2 separate regions of the Capra hircus genome follow, and region 2 is linked to region 1. The links are chromatin contacts, called in public Hi-C maps. All regions are on one chromosome and are shown on one strand. The core of a region is the stretch at or near the end of the contact, and the rest is flanking DNA. Distances in the headings are between cores, read along the strand shown.

Evidence for each region. Hi-C and Micro-C count contacts between places; a contact is called where the count stands out from the background.
Region 2: a Hi-C map of liver shows a contact between it and region 1, with 8 times the contacts expected there. The contact joins two enhancer-like sites. A contact is called at or near these places in 3 of 5 Hi-C or Micro-C datasets (blood and liver).

Annotation. Positions count from the first base shown.
Region 1 is chr28:37,511,228-37,518,436 of ARS1.2, reverse strand. It overlaps TRNAR-CCU (a tRNA gene), which reads left to right and starts at 1,756; the gene lies at 1,756-1,828. Within about 2 kb of position 4,641, at least 3 of the 5 cell types and tissues checked have an H3K27ac peak or open chromatin away from gene starts, as enhancers often do.
Region 2 is chr28:38,062,021-38,068,827 of ARS1.2, reverse strand. No RefSeq gene overlaps it. Among named protein-coding and RNA genes, the nearest start is that of TARBP1, 19 kb to the left of the region's middle. Within about 2 kb of position 5,492, at least 5 of the 5 cell types and tissues checked have an H3K27ac peak or open chromatin away from gene starts, as enhancers often do.

The DNA of each region.
Region 1 (7,209 bases), core at 3,392-5,891:
TGCTGAACACCTCAAGGGGGCTCTCCCGGCCCCAGGTCCCCTCAAGTCAGGACCCGAGCAACTGAAGGGCCTTCCCCGCCCTGCCCCCCCGCCCTGGACAGAGCCTGCTCTCGTTCCTGCAAAGACAGGATCATTCAGTGTCTGCTGTCACCTTAACTGGGAGGCAATTTTCCAGTTGAAACACAGCTAAGTTTTTTTTTTCCCTCATCAAAGGAAAAGCATCCTGCCCAGATGGCCGAAAGGAAAAGGCTTCGTCTTCAATCCCCCGTTCAGCCCATGATGTTATTTATAACAACACCTAGAAACCCAGAATAGTCAGCCCCACGCCCGGCAGAAGCCAGTCCCCGCTTGGGAGGAAGGCAGACCACTGGGCTACCTTCAGCTGGATGTGGGGTCCGCACGCACAGGTGCACTCATCTCCACATGGGAGTGTGCGAGGTGCATGTGGGCGTTTAGAGGGGCCTGTTTCCCAGGCTCCAGCAGCTCCTCCTCCTCCTCCAAGGCTGCCCTGGCCCCTCCCCTCTACATGCACCAGGAGCTGAGCAGCAAAGGGAGCCCAGGGTGACACGCCTGCCCCAGAGGAGCCGTAGCATTCATGAAGAAGGCGTTTTCCAATAATGTTTTAAATAGTCACACTTGTTTTGTTTGTTTTCTTCCAGGAAGGCGGCACTGTTTTGGAAAAGGAGGGGGAGGGGGAAAACAAGTGAGTTCATTTCCTGAGTCTTTGAAACGTTTCTCCGTAGACAGAGCATTGAGAAGCTGCAGCCCCAGGTGGAGAGTGCGCAGGGCCGTAGCACACGTGGGGCGCAGACAGGAGCTTGGCCCCATCCATGTTCGTTAAGGGCCAGCGGCGGGGAAGCTGGACTCAGCACCAAGGGGCCATGAAAGGACCTGGGGGAGCAGGTCCCGACAAGTGTCATTCAGACCAGCTGTTTTGGAAAGGGTCTGTTTGTCCAGGGAAGGTTGGATGATTCCATCAGTTTATTCAAAGGAGAAGGCAGAAAATGGACCTGATCATTAGGGACCCAGGAGGGGGTTATGGGAGCTGCCAACACCTGTCACCGTCCACAGTGATTTTGGAACCCAAGAAAACAAAACCTGCCACTACTCCTCCTTTTTCCCTTTCTATTTGCCGTGAAGTGATATCATCTTAGTTTTTAAATCTGACTTTCAGGTCAGCTTTTTCACTCTCCTCATTCATCCTCATCAAGAGGCTCTTTAGCTCCTCATTGCTTTCTACCGTTAGGTGTCATCTGCATCCCTGAGGTTATTGATATTTCTCCTGGCAATCTCGATTCCAGCTTGTGATTCATCCAGCCCAGCATTTCACATGATGTACTCTGCATGTGAGCTAAATAAGCAGGGTGATGATATACAGCCTTGCCGTCCTCCTTTCCCAGTTCTGAACCAGTCAGTTGTTCTATAGTTCACGGGGTCGCAAAGAATCGGACATGACTTAGTGACTTAACAACAACAACAAATGTGCTTTTCACATTTGTTATTTCACCCCATGAGCAGTGGCACTGTGCCCACTCCACCGGGAAGGCGGGCAGGCTCTGGACAGTACATGACAGACCCAAGGGTATCCCACTCTGCCTGTGATAAAGCCATCTTTCCTGGTGGCTCTTAGCCATCTGTCCCTCTGCTTCAGGGCTGTAGTTAGCCTCATGTGCAAAAGGCACTGTAGGGGTGAGTCAGCCCGTGTCTGTCTGTCCATCGATCCCACTAGAGTAAAACCTCCATGAGGAAGGGACTTCCCTGGTAGTCCAGTGGTTAAGACTCCACACTCCTGATGCAGAGGGCCCAGGTTCGACCCCTGGTCAGGGAACTAAATCCCACATGCTGCAATAAAGGCGGAAGAACCTGCGTGCCGCAACAGTTAATAAGACCCAGCACAGCCATAAATAAAATAAGTAAATGTCTACATTAAAAAAAAAAAAAACTGGTACATATACAAGTCTCTCTCAACAATTGAGAATTTCATTATTGCGTAAGACTGAGGACTCCCCAGGTGGTGCTAGTGGTAACCCGCCTACCAATGCAGGACACATAAGAGACACAGGTTTGATCCCCGGATCCAGAAGATCCCCTGGAGGAGGGCATGGGAACCCACTCCAATATTCTTGCCTGGAGAATCCCATGAACAGAGGAGCCTGGCGGGCTACAGTCAATAGGGTCACAAAGAGTTGGACATGACTGAAGCGACTTAGCGCACACGAGCACTTCAAAACACAAGATTATGTTCCATGCCTGGGTCACACAGAATAAAAGTTGAAAAGCCTCCCTCCCTCGGATCAGTGGCCTTTGGGAGCCGAGGCCAGCAACAGGGGACTCTGTTTTCTCGTGGGCAGGACACATAACACACAGCAGAGAAGAGACGCCAGGGCTGGCTCTCCTACCTCCCACCACCACGCTTTCCAAAAGGCTATTTGGCTCCAATGGATCATATGACTTGTTCTTAGAGTTACATTTTAACTGACAAAGTTTAACAACAACTATGACTTATGGCCTTCTAAAATTGGCAGCAGAAAAATGAACTGAGGAAGTAATGGAAAAAAACCGCAAGTGAAGCCACTCTGTAACATGCACAATTTCTGTTGTGTTTTTTTTTTTTTTTTCCTTTCTAAGCATGTATATGTGTGTGTGTGTATTTTCAAATGGTAGAAAATATTTTCCAGATACACTGCCCGGGCATTTCCAGGCATGTATTTGTGCCAAGTTTATAAAAAGCAGCTGCAGACAGGGTTGACCGAAAGGATTGCTCTGCTGTCTGGCTTCCAGAAGGTGCTTGGGTCCTAGCTCTGTCATCAGGACACATTCTTACCTCCTAAAGCTCTCTCACCTGTGTCCTGCTCCCGAAAGAAGACAAACCTCTTTGGGGGCCCCGTGACCCAGAGGGACGTGGGGCCCCTACCCTCCTAGGATTCACAACACGCTTTTGTTTTGCAGGGTCCTATAATGACCTGTGCTTTATCACTTTTAGTCACTCGAAATCCCCACGCAGACACAGAAAGGAAAGGGTTCCGAGGTGCATTTCATAAATATCTGGACGACCTGCTTGGAGGGGCAGAATGGTGGGAGGCCCATTGGCGTCAGTTTCTGAATTGTGCAGAGCAGACTGTGGAACTGCGTGGCTGAGCCTGTGTCAAACTGTCTGCATCTTCTCACGTGGACCTGAGACTCTCCAGTCCCCTCCCCTCGGCCCTCAGTGGGTGAAGCCCCCGGCTGCCCAGTGAGAAGCTCCAGCCTCCCTTGCGCCCTGGAGGGGCCTCTCCCTGGGACACCCTGAGCCACTGTCTGCCTGCACCCACATCCAGACACTCACTGGCCTGAGGCAGGCCTTATGAGGCACAGCCTTAATGAGGATGACCATAACCTGCTCCCTCGCTTTCCCGGGGGGTGACTAATTCATTAATCCTGGGAAGGCCCTTTGCAGAGGACAGGCAGGGTATTACTCATGGGACTGAAGGCAGGCACCTGACCCAGTCTGGGCCTGAGTCAGCAGAGAGACCTCCCACCTGCAGGCAGGCTGGGCAAGCTGGCCGGGCTCCCTGCTCAAGGTCAGGGTTGGCCAAGGGGAGGGGTGTGGCCAGCACGCCTCCACAGAGTTTGGGAACCGTGTCTCATGGGCGTTTGCATGGTTGAATAAGCCTTCAAATGACTCTGCCAAGAGGCCAGCACACCTTGAGAATATCAGTCAAGACAGGATTTCCTGGTCATTGTTAGGGGAAAATGCTTTTCTCAGAGCGAATTCCTCCCAAGAAATGTTGTTTTCGCCTCCCCTGAGAGGGAAGCGAGCTGAGGCAGCAGCGATGGGCAGTCTGGGGGACCTGAGATAGGTGTGCAAATGTGGGGGACAGCTATGTTTTCTCTCCTCCAGCTCTTGGTCCTCTGTCTGCTCCCCACTCACATCTCACAGGAAGAGGAAGTGGCAGCCAGAACTGGGAAGCAAGGGTCAAAACCAGTGCATGAAGGCGAGGGCTGCTCAGGCCCACACCCCTACCCACCCTTGACCCGGCGGAGGGGGTTCTGACACAGCGGCAGCTCAGAAGCCAGGAACAGAAAGCCTTTGAGTGGCCAAGTTGACGCCAAGATTCCACTGCCGAGAGCCCGTTTCCTGCACTCGGCACATTCTTCCCCACCCCGTTCCCCCTTCCAGCCCCTTCTCCCAGTGACCCTGCTCCACGCTGCCTCTGTGCACGCAGCCCTAGTTTCTTTTTCCTTCTAGAACACAAGTCATGCGACCAGAAGCATTGCAGGCACTTCTGCTTTCTCTTTTAGGCCCCCAGGTCCTTATAAGTCTTTCATGGCCCTTGCTGCTTCCCTAGATTGCCTGAAACTCTAGAGGGCCCCCACCCCCACCACACACAGAATGATAAAGATGCAAAAATAGGATGGACAGAGGGGACCCTGAGGGCAGAAAGGGAGGCAGCTGGGCTACTCCTCTTTGCAGGCACCCAGGGATGGGCAGGGCAGACTGGGTTGGGGGCAGAGCAGCAGGAACAGGCTACGAAATGATTTTGTTCTGTTCTGTTTGGAAGGAGGTGGGTGGAAATGACAGTTTGGAGAGGATTGGAACGAGGGAAAACGGTTTCAGGGGAGGAAGCCTCTTTTCTCCAGTTCTAACAGTGCCATCCAGTGGCTGAGCGAGCAGGCGCAGGGCAGAGGTGCAGGGCAGAGCCTCTGGACAGCCCCCACGGCCCTGTGGAGAGAGGAGCTGCGGGACTTTCAAAGGGCGCCCAGCTGATGGCCGGGGGCCGGCCTCCAGCCGCATAGCCAAACTCTTCCCTAGAATGGTTTGCAAGGACACAGCCAAGAGAGCTCCCCAAGTGCACCCTTAAAAACCCCAGTGGAGGGACTTCCCTGGTGGTCCAGTGGCTAAGACTCTGCAGTCTCGACGCAGGGGTCCCGGCTTCGATCCCTGGTCAGGGAATGAGATCCCACATACTGCAGCTACAGATTCCACATGCCACAAGGAAGATCAGAGATCCAGTATGCTGCGATGCAGACAAATAAATAAATAAATAGATAAGATATAAATTGTGTTTCCCGAAGGACAAATAAGATGAGCTTCTTTCCGAAAAATAAAATAACCCAAATGGATAGAGGCGACCAAGCTTACCAGGCTCCTGCTTCGTTTAGCTTCTGCCTACATACACACAGGCGTCGCCTGGAGGCGTTATCCCATGAGAGACACCAAAGCGCATTTGCAACCGGAAAAGTGGTCAGTGACCAGAGCAAGCCTTTCTGGGCCCTCAGACCCTCGTCTATGTTCAAGGGAGAGCGAGGGCAGAAGGATGCTGAGCGAGACGAGGCAAGGTGAGCACACCTACGGAAACCTAATCAGGCTAAACTTCCAGCTCAGGACACAAATCTCCTGGCATTTCACTTAACTGTAGTTGCTTTCTTTTTTTTTCTTTTTTCAACCCTGTAAATCAAAATCAATTTGGCTTAGAACTCCACAAATAGCTTTCTTTCCAAAGAGAGGCATTTTACTAAAATAGGAGACTTTGCCAGCCGTTGTGTGTTTGGTACCTGGAATCAAGGAGCAAGTGGACCTCCATAATAACGTTCCCCCAGGAGTCCAGGCTCTTGATGCTCTTCACACCCTGAGACGCTGAGCTGCTGTGAACCTCTGAGGCAGTGACCTCATGCGCTAGCTTCTGTGCTCAGCTGTATCTCAGCTCTTGTGACCCGATAGACTGTAACCCGCCAGGCTCCTCTGTCCATGGGCTTCTCCAGACATGAATACTGGAGTGGGTTACCATGCCCTCTTCCAGGGGATCTTCCCCACTCAGGGATCGAACCCAGCTCTCCTACATTGCAGGCAGATTCTTTACCATCTGAACCTGTTCTATAAAACCAGGAGATATACAGTGAGATCCACAGTTTTCAAAACTCACTCCTCAGCACTAGCAGAGGGATATCAGTTTGGTGGGACTTTGGTTACCACCTCCTTTACCAGAACAACTCGGCCTTTGTCCATTTTTTTTCATAGTTGGCTGCTAGGCAAGATCTTACAGACAAGCAAAAGTTAGGAGAATTCAGCACCACTAAATCAGCTTTGGGCTTCCCCGGTGGCTCAGACGGTAAAAGTGTCTGCCTGCAATGCAGGGGACCCAGGTTCGATTCCTGGGTCAGGAAGATCCCCTGGAGAAGGAAATGGCAATCCACTCCAGCACTCTGGCCTGGAAAATCCCATGGAAGGAGGATAGGCGACAGTCCACGGGGTCACAAAGAGTCAGACACGACTGAGCGACTGAACTGAACTGAACTGAACTGAAATCAGCTTCACAACAAATGCTAAAGGAACTTCTCTAAGCAGGAAACACAAGAGAAGGGGGAAAAAAAAACTACACAAAATAAGCCCAAAACAGTTAAGGAAATGGTAATAGGATCCTACATATCGATAATTACCTTAAATGTAAATGGATTAAATGCACAAAAGACAGAATGACTGGGCAGATGAAAACATGCCCATGGATGCCCTTCCACTTACCACATCACTCTGCTTGGCCCCCACATAGTATGTAATTATTTTATATTGTTATTTTAATCATGTTTCCATTATGGCTTGCAATTGTAATGATTTTTTATGTTTTGTCTGGCTATCGATTGTGAAAACGTCTTCTACAATTGAAAATAAAAGATCTTATATGAACAAAGGGTTCCACAGTGCATAGCCAATTTTTTTTAATTTTTCATTTTATTTTACTTTACTTTTCATTTGGCTGCACCAGTTCTTAATTGTGGGATGGGGAATCTAGTTCTGCAACCTAGGATCAAATCCGGACTCTCTATGTTGGGAGCACAGAGTCCCAGCCACCACCAGAGAAGGAACACCAGAGGTCTCTTCATGGGCACTTCTGAGGCGCTTGCCTGGACCACAGTTCTCATGACGCCCCACCACGCCAGCAGACGCCCTAACACCACGTCTGTACGTCGTCACTGCATTCCCAGATGACGACTGACTACCCAAGAGATGGACAGCTGTCCCAGGCGACCCAATCTGGTTCTTCCTCCCCAGAATTTGAAAGTGGGTCAGGCTGGGTCCAAGTCAGTCTCCCGTCAGAGCTGAGGTGGCCAGCAGGGAATGGGTGTCTGGGATTAGGGGAGAGAGGAGCCCTGAGCAGCTTTCCACTCCCCGTGGGGTTCCCCCAACCTCCTCCCGCCATGTCCTCCTTCAGTAAACAATGTCACCTGTTAAAA
Region 2 (6,807 bases), core at 4,243-6,742, 550 kb before region 1:
AAGAAGCATCTCTGTCCACTCCAGCCCCTGCTTCCTTGTGGCTGGATGAACAACAGCCCCAGAGAGAGCCCCCCCCACACCAGCTATGGGGGCTATTTGGAGCAGCATCTTTGAAGGACAGATTCTCCAAGCAGGAACTCCCACTGGGCAACTCAAGAAGCCTCTGGGTAGCTCAGTCCCTTCAGCTATTTTTAGTGCACCTTTTAGATTTAGAAACAGCAGCTTTCTGTAAAAACTCATTTTTTTCTGCTTCCTTCAGGCAGAAAATTTCAATCCCAAGCCTTCACACTAAATGACACAGCGTTTGCGCATTCAGCTGGCTTTCTTCCTTCTTTGTTACCTTGCCACCATGCCTTGAAGGATGTTAAAGCTCCGAATCTTACAGTCCCAACTCAAGCAGCAGACAATTGCAATTCATGGGGTCCTTAACCATATTACGACCATGATGTCACGCTGAGGGGCGGGGGGGCAATAATTGCAGAGCAGTTGAGAGATACGAACCTCAATGCCCACCCACTTCCAGAAAGTAGTACCCCAAGCTTGTACATGAACATGCTCCAAGTGGTCCTCAGATTCTGGGTTCATCCGAAAAGATTCATTTCCTTTAAAAATACTCTTGGGGAGTATGAGAAATCTAGTTTTAAAAATTCTACATCATCCTGCTCACATGGTGCTATTAACTTTTTTTGTTTTAAATGGAGGATTTCCATGGTGGTCCAATGGTTATTATTCTGCAGTTCCATTGCAGGGACTGCGGGTTCGATCCGTGGTGGGGGAATTAAGATCCCACATGGTCTGCAGAGTGTCAAAAAAAAAAAAAGTCTGAGAAGATGGAGGCCTATGACCATAGAAACAACAATGTTTCATTTACTTATTCTTATTTGTGGAACCCACTGCCAAGAGTCAGATAGCTAACAAGTGTCTGTAATTGGCTGCTCTCTGAAGTAAATGACATCCGGAAGTACAGGACACAGGCCAGCTACACGCTTAGCTGGGAGCAGGACACAAATTTACTCTTCCAATTTTTTTTTTAATTTTGAAGATTGTCAAACCTATGGAAAAGTTTGAGTGAGTAGTACACCACTCAAAGACATCATATGGCTTTCACTTAGATTCACTGGTTGTTTATATGTTACTATATATGCTTTCTCTTTTCTTTCTTTTTCCATAGATATATATATATAGTATGTGTGAGAATTTGTGCACACACACACGCCAAGCCATGTAAAAGTAAGCATGAGTAAGCTATAAGCATGACACTCCACCCTAAATGCTTCAGTGTGTATCTTTTAAGAACAAAAAAACATTGTCCTTTATAATCCCATTGTTATGAGCACACCCAAGAATAATGACATCAGTACATTAAGGGAAAGTTTTCAAAGAAGGAAAATGATGACTCTTATCCCAATATAGAATCAACATGTGTTAAAGATTTTATTGAAGTCATGATCAGTGAGGGAACTGTTAGGATGTCACAACGAGTTCAAAAGAGAATCTAAAGAGCAGGCATGTTTGTGGATGAGGAAGGTTAAAAGGGATGAGCAAGTGGAGGCAAAGCTGGCTTCCTTGTGTCTAATGCGTGTGCACGCTCAGCCGCATCCGACTCTTTGCAACCCTATGGACTATAGCCCGCCAGGCTCCTCGGTCCATGGGATTTTCCAGGCAAGAATACTGGAGTGGGTTGCCATTTCCTCCTCCAGAGAATCTTCCCAACCCAGGGAAGAGATCGAACCAGCGTCTCTTACATCTACCTGCATTGGCAGGCAGGTTCTTTACCACTAATGTCACCTGGGAAGCCCCTCGTCGTGTCTAAGGGAAGGATTATTTTACATTGCTCTTCATTTTCTACAACCTAGTAAGCTGTAAAATAGCTCAAAGGCAATGAAAGATGCAGAGTCCCTATAGAGTCAGAATTAGATAACCTTGAGGTGTGTATTCACCTGGGAAACTTGTTCTATAAATGGTCAGGTAGTAAATATTTTCAGTTTCGCAAGCCATGTGGCCTTTGTTATAACTACTCAACTCTACTGTTAAACAAAAAGTAACCATAGATAATCCATTAAGGAATGAGCGTTGCTTTGTGTCAATAAAACTTTATTTATAGACCCAGGTGGCAGGCCATATCTGGCCCACTGACTATAGTTTGCTGACCCTGCTCTAAAGAATGCTGTTTTCCACTGAAGCACAAGTTATCTCCAACAGATACAAAAATAAGATGGTCTTATCAGTTGAACTGTGTCCCCTTAACATTCATATGCTGAAATCCTAACCCCTCCTCCACCTCTAGTCTCTCAGAATGGGACTGTATTTGGAGATAGAATCTTTAAAGAGGTAATTAAAATGAGGCCATTAGGGTGGACCCTAGTCCAATATGACTGGTATCCTTGTAAGAAAGGAGATTAGGACATAGACACATTCAGAGGGAAAACCACGTGAAAATACAGGGAGAAGATGGCCGTCTACAAGTTAAGAAGCTTCAAAAGAAATTTCAAGAGAATAAATTTCCGCAGTTTAAGCCACCCAGTTTGCGGTACTTTGTTATACAGCCACAACAGACTACCAGAAATGAATCACTTTTAAAATAAGCCTATCTAATCATGAGTCAAAGGAATAGGCTAGACCAATTTCCTGCTAAATTTGCTTTATCAAATGGATTATTTTCAAGATACAGTTGAAGGTGGAGACGGGGGGAAATTTTCAACGTCAAGTTTAGAAACTAAAAAAATCGTAGTTCTTTCTTAAATTCTCCCTACAATGTCAATATGTCAACGTTCTTCAGATGTCCTACAATAATTCTTATTTTAATTCCAGAGTTTCTCAAACATGGAATGCCTTTAAAATATATATATATATATATATATATATATATATATAGTTCTCTTGTTTTGCAAATAAGTTCATTTGTATTATTTTTATTAGGTTTCACATGTAAGTGATACCATATGATATTTGTCTCTGACTGACTTACTTCACTTAGTATGATAATCTCTACGTTCACCCATATTGTTGCAAATGGTACTATTTCATTCTTGTTTAATGGGTGCATAGTGTTCCATTGTATACATTAATATGTACTACATGTTTATCCATTCCTCCCTTGATGGACATTTAGGTTGCTTCTATGTCTTGGCTATTGTAGATAGTGCTGCAATGAATATTGGGGTGCATGTATCTCTGCAAATTAGGGTTCTTTCCAGATATATGCCCAGGAGTGGGATTGCCAGATGTTTAGTTTTTTAATGATCTAAATAGGCATTTCTCCAAAAAAGACATACAGATGGCCATAAAGCACATGAAAAGATGTTCAACACTGCTAATTATTAGAGAAATACAAATCAAAATTACAATGAGGTACCACCTCACACTCTTCAGAATGGCCAGCATCAAAAAGTCTACAAACAATAAATGCTGGAGAGGGTGTGGAGAAAAGGGAACCCTCCTACACTGTTTATGAGAAGATACAGTTCTGAATAATAAAATCAGTATTCTTGGAACAGGCTTCGCAAACACTAGTGTGGGCAAAAACTGAAGCAGATACTCTGAGAATGTAGAGATGCCGTGAAGCAAGCCTTGGGAAATGTTGGATTCCGAAGGCTGGAGAAGAGAACCTAAGCATGCCCCAGGCAGTGGAAAGAAGGAGACTCTTGTGCCCAGGTCTGTGCGATCATGACAGGGACAGGAGGACCCAGGGACATGAGACGCTGGATGGCCCAGAGCTGAGTGCTTCCCAGGGATCATTATCTCTGTTTCTAGGAGAATCTGAGACATCAAGCATCCAGTCGTAGAAGAACGAACGGAATTTAGAACACCTGGCCCTTGGTGTCTTCCTTCGGGATCCCCTATGATCACTCCCAACAGAATTTAAAAGCCCACAATATACTCCTTTAATAGGAATACCAGACCACCTTACCTGCCTCCTGAGAAACCTGTATGCAGGTCAAGAAGCAACAGTTAGAACTGGACACGGAACAGACTGGTTCAAAATTGGGAAAGGAGTACGTCAAGTCTGTATACTGTCACCTTGCTTATTTAGCTTAAATGCAGAGTACATCATGAGAAATGCTGGGCTGTAGGAAGCACAAGCTGGAATCAAGATTGCCAGGAAAATATCAAAATCTCAGATATGCAGATGACACCACCCTTATGGCAGAAAGCGAAGGACTAAAGAGCCTCTTGATGAAAGTGAAAGAGGAGAGTGAAAAAGCTGGCTTAAAACTCAACATTAAGAAGACAAAGATCATGGCGCCCAGTCCCAACACTTCATGGCAAATAGATGGGGAAACAATGGAAACAGTGAGAGACTTTATTTTCTTTGGCTCCAAAATCACTGCAGATGGTGACTGCAGCCATGAAATTAAAAGACACTTGCTCCTTGGAAGAAAAGCTCTGACCAACCTAGACAGCATATTAAAAAGCAGAGACATTACTTTGCCAACAAAGGGTCCTTTATTCAAAGCTATGGTTTTTCCAGTAGTCATGTATGGATGTGAGAGTTGGACTATAAAGAAGGCTGAGTGTCAAAGAAACAATGCTTTTGAATTGCGGTGCTGGAGAAGACGCTTGAGAATCCCTCGAACTGCAAGGAGCTCAAATCAGTCAATCCTAAAGGAAACCAACCCTGAATATTCATTGGAAGGACTGATGCTGAAGCTGAAGCTCCAATACTTGGCCACCTCGTTAGAAAAGATCCTGATGGTGGAAAAGATTGAAGGCAGAAGGAGAAGGGGACAACAGAGTACGAGATGGTTGGATGGTATCACCGACTCAATGGACATGAATTTGAGGAAGCTCTGCGAGATGGTAAAGGACAGGGAAGCCTGGCGTGCTGCAGTCCAAGGGGTCGCAAATAGTTGGACACGACTGAGCAACTGAACAAAATTGCTCCTTCCGTGAAATGACTGCAGATCAATGGTGTAAAAGCCCGGATGGTGCCCGCAATGTCACCTCCTGGCCACCAGATGGCGCGCGGCATCCACAGTGCACTTGCGCGGCCTCTGCCTGCCCCAGCGCTGGCCCGGGGCCCAGAGGAAATGTGTTTGTGTGTCTCCTCTTAGGGAGCGCCCTGCAACGTTTTTACACTTTACAAAGCTCATCGGCAGAGGAGCATGTGAAACGGCACACGGCACAGCTGTGCTCTTCCTGTCCTGTCCCTCGCGGGGACACGTCAGCAGCATTTCCCCTTGTCTGTAGAATTTCGGAGCCTTCTTGCCCATTTGTTCTCAGAACTGGAGCTAGACGCGGGGAGGACTTTGCTTCCATTTTGAAACCCACAATCCTGCTGGAAAAGAAGAGGAAAAAAATATCCCAAGATTGTGTATGAGGGCAGGCACGTTGCTGGCGTGAAAACAAACTGCCAAAACTTTGTTACTCTGGTATTCTGTCAGCTAACACAGTGGGGTGGAAGATTTTGACGTCATCCCAGACCTCAGCCCCAAAGAGTTAATGATGTTACTCATGCCACTGGGGCCGGGAAGAAAGACTCGCGTTTTGGGGTGGTTGCTGCTTGCCCAGAGCTGTGGAATGAGCTGTGAGGCTGAAGGCCAAGGGACTTGGGCCACCCATGCAGTGAAATAATCCCCCAGAAATGCGCTGCCTGGAGTGGAAATGAACAGTCATTCCAGGGCATTTACTAAATATTACGGACAATCATTCAGGCTACAGTTGGTTGGACTCTCAACACTGCAAATCTCACATTTGGGATACATTACGCAGATAGCAGGAAATAATCGAAATCAAACAATGGTCAAGTTCTGGGTCATAAGCAGTGAAGCCTCTTCTTATTTTCTGTTCCAATAGCAATGTATAATTAATAACCTAGTTTTTGACTGGAAGGAATATTTCAATATATGGGTGATGCTTTCAGAAGGGCCTCAGCGAGTCACTTTTTATTTCCTTCTTTCTCTTTCTGAAGTAGGGCCCTGAAAGGGAAGACAAAGGCAATATTCAAATATGACCTACATTTTTGACCCAATCAGAAACGTGTGTGAATCAAGACAAGCAAAACCTTGGCACCTACTCTTTGTCTGGCACCCTGTCCCATGTCTGAAAAGTACTTTATTATTTCATCTTCCTGACAACGACTTAGTATTTGGCATTGCCCCAGGTTTTCAGATGAGAAATCTGGGCTCAGAGAGGTTAAGTCGCTCGCCAGAAGTCACACAGCCAGTAAATGCGAGAGCTAGAAAATAGACACAGGTATTTTGGACTTGAAGGCCTGGGTTTGTTCTCCTTCGTCAAGGCATTTCATAGACTCACAGAACCTTTGAGTTAGGAGAGGTCTGGGAGGTCATTTAGATAAACCCTCTAAATCATGCAATAATCCCTTCCGCACTGTTCTCTATAATTGTAAATATAAATGTGCCTGGAATCAAAAGCTGAAGCTTAGAAAGAAATAAGAGCAAGACTTCAGAATGCAGACAGAGGGCCTAAATAAATGGAATAGATTTTGTTTCAATTTTATTTAAATATTTTTAAAAATGGATAATACACACAAGTGGGATGGTCATAATATTCTCAAGTGCCTCTGTGCTATAACTAAAAATGATGCAGAGGAATGCTACTATCTCAAAACACCTTTCTGAACCAGAAAGCTAACTTTCTGGTGAAAAGCTCCCCCTCTATACTGGAGGCAGGTAACTGCAGGCGTGAGGGTAGGGGACTGGCCTCAGGCCACACAGCAAGCCGGTGGCCGAGCTAGAAATAGAACTGATGGCTGTGTGTCCTAGCTCTGCCCTGCCACCTCACACTTAGTCCCTTGTCATGACCAGCGCTGTGTGAATTTGGTAAGGAAACCCAACACTGGGTTTC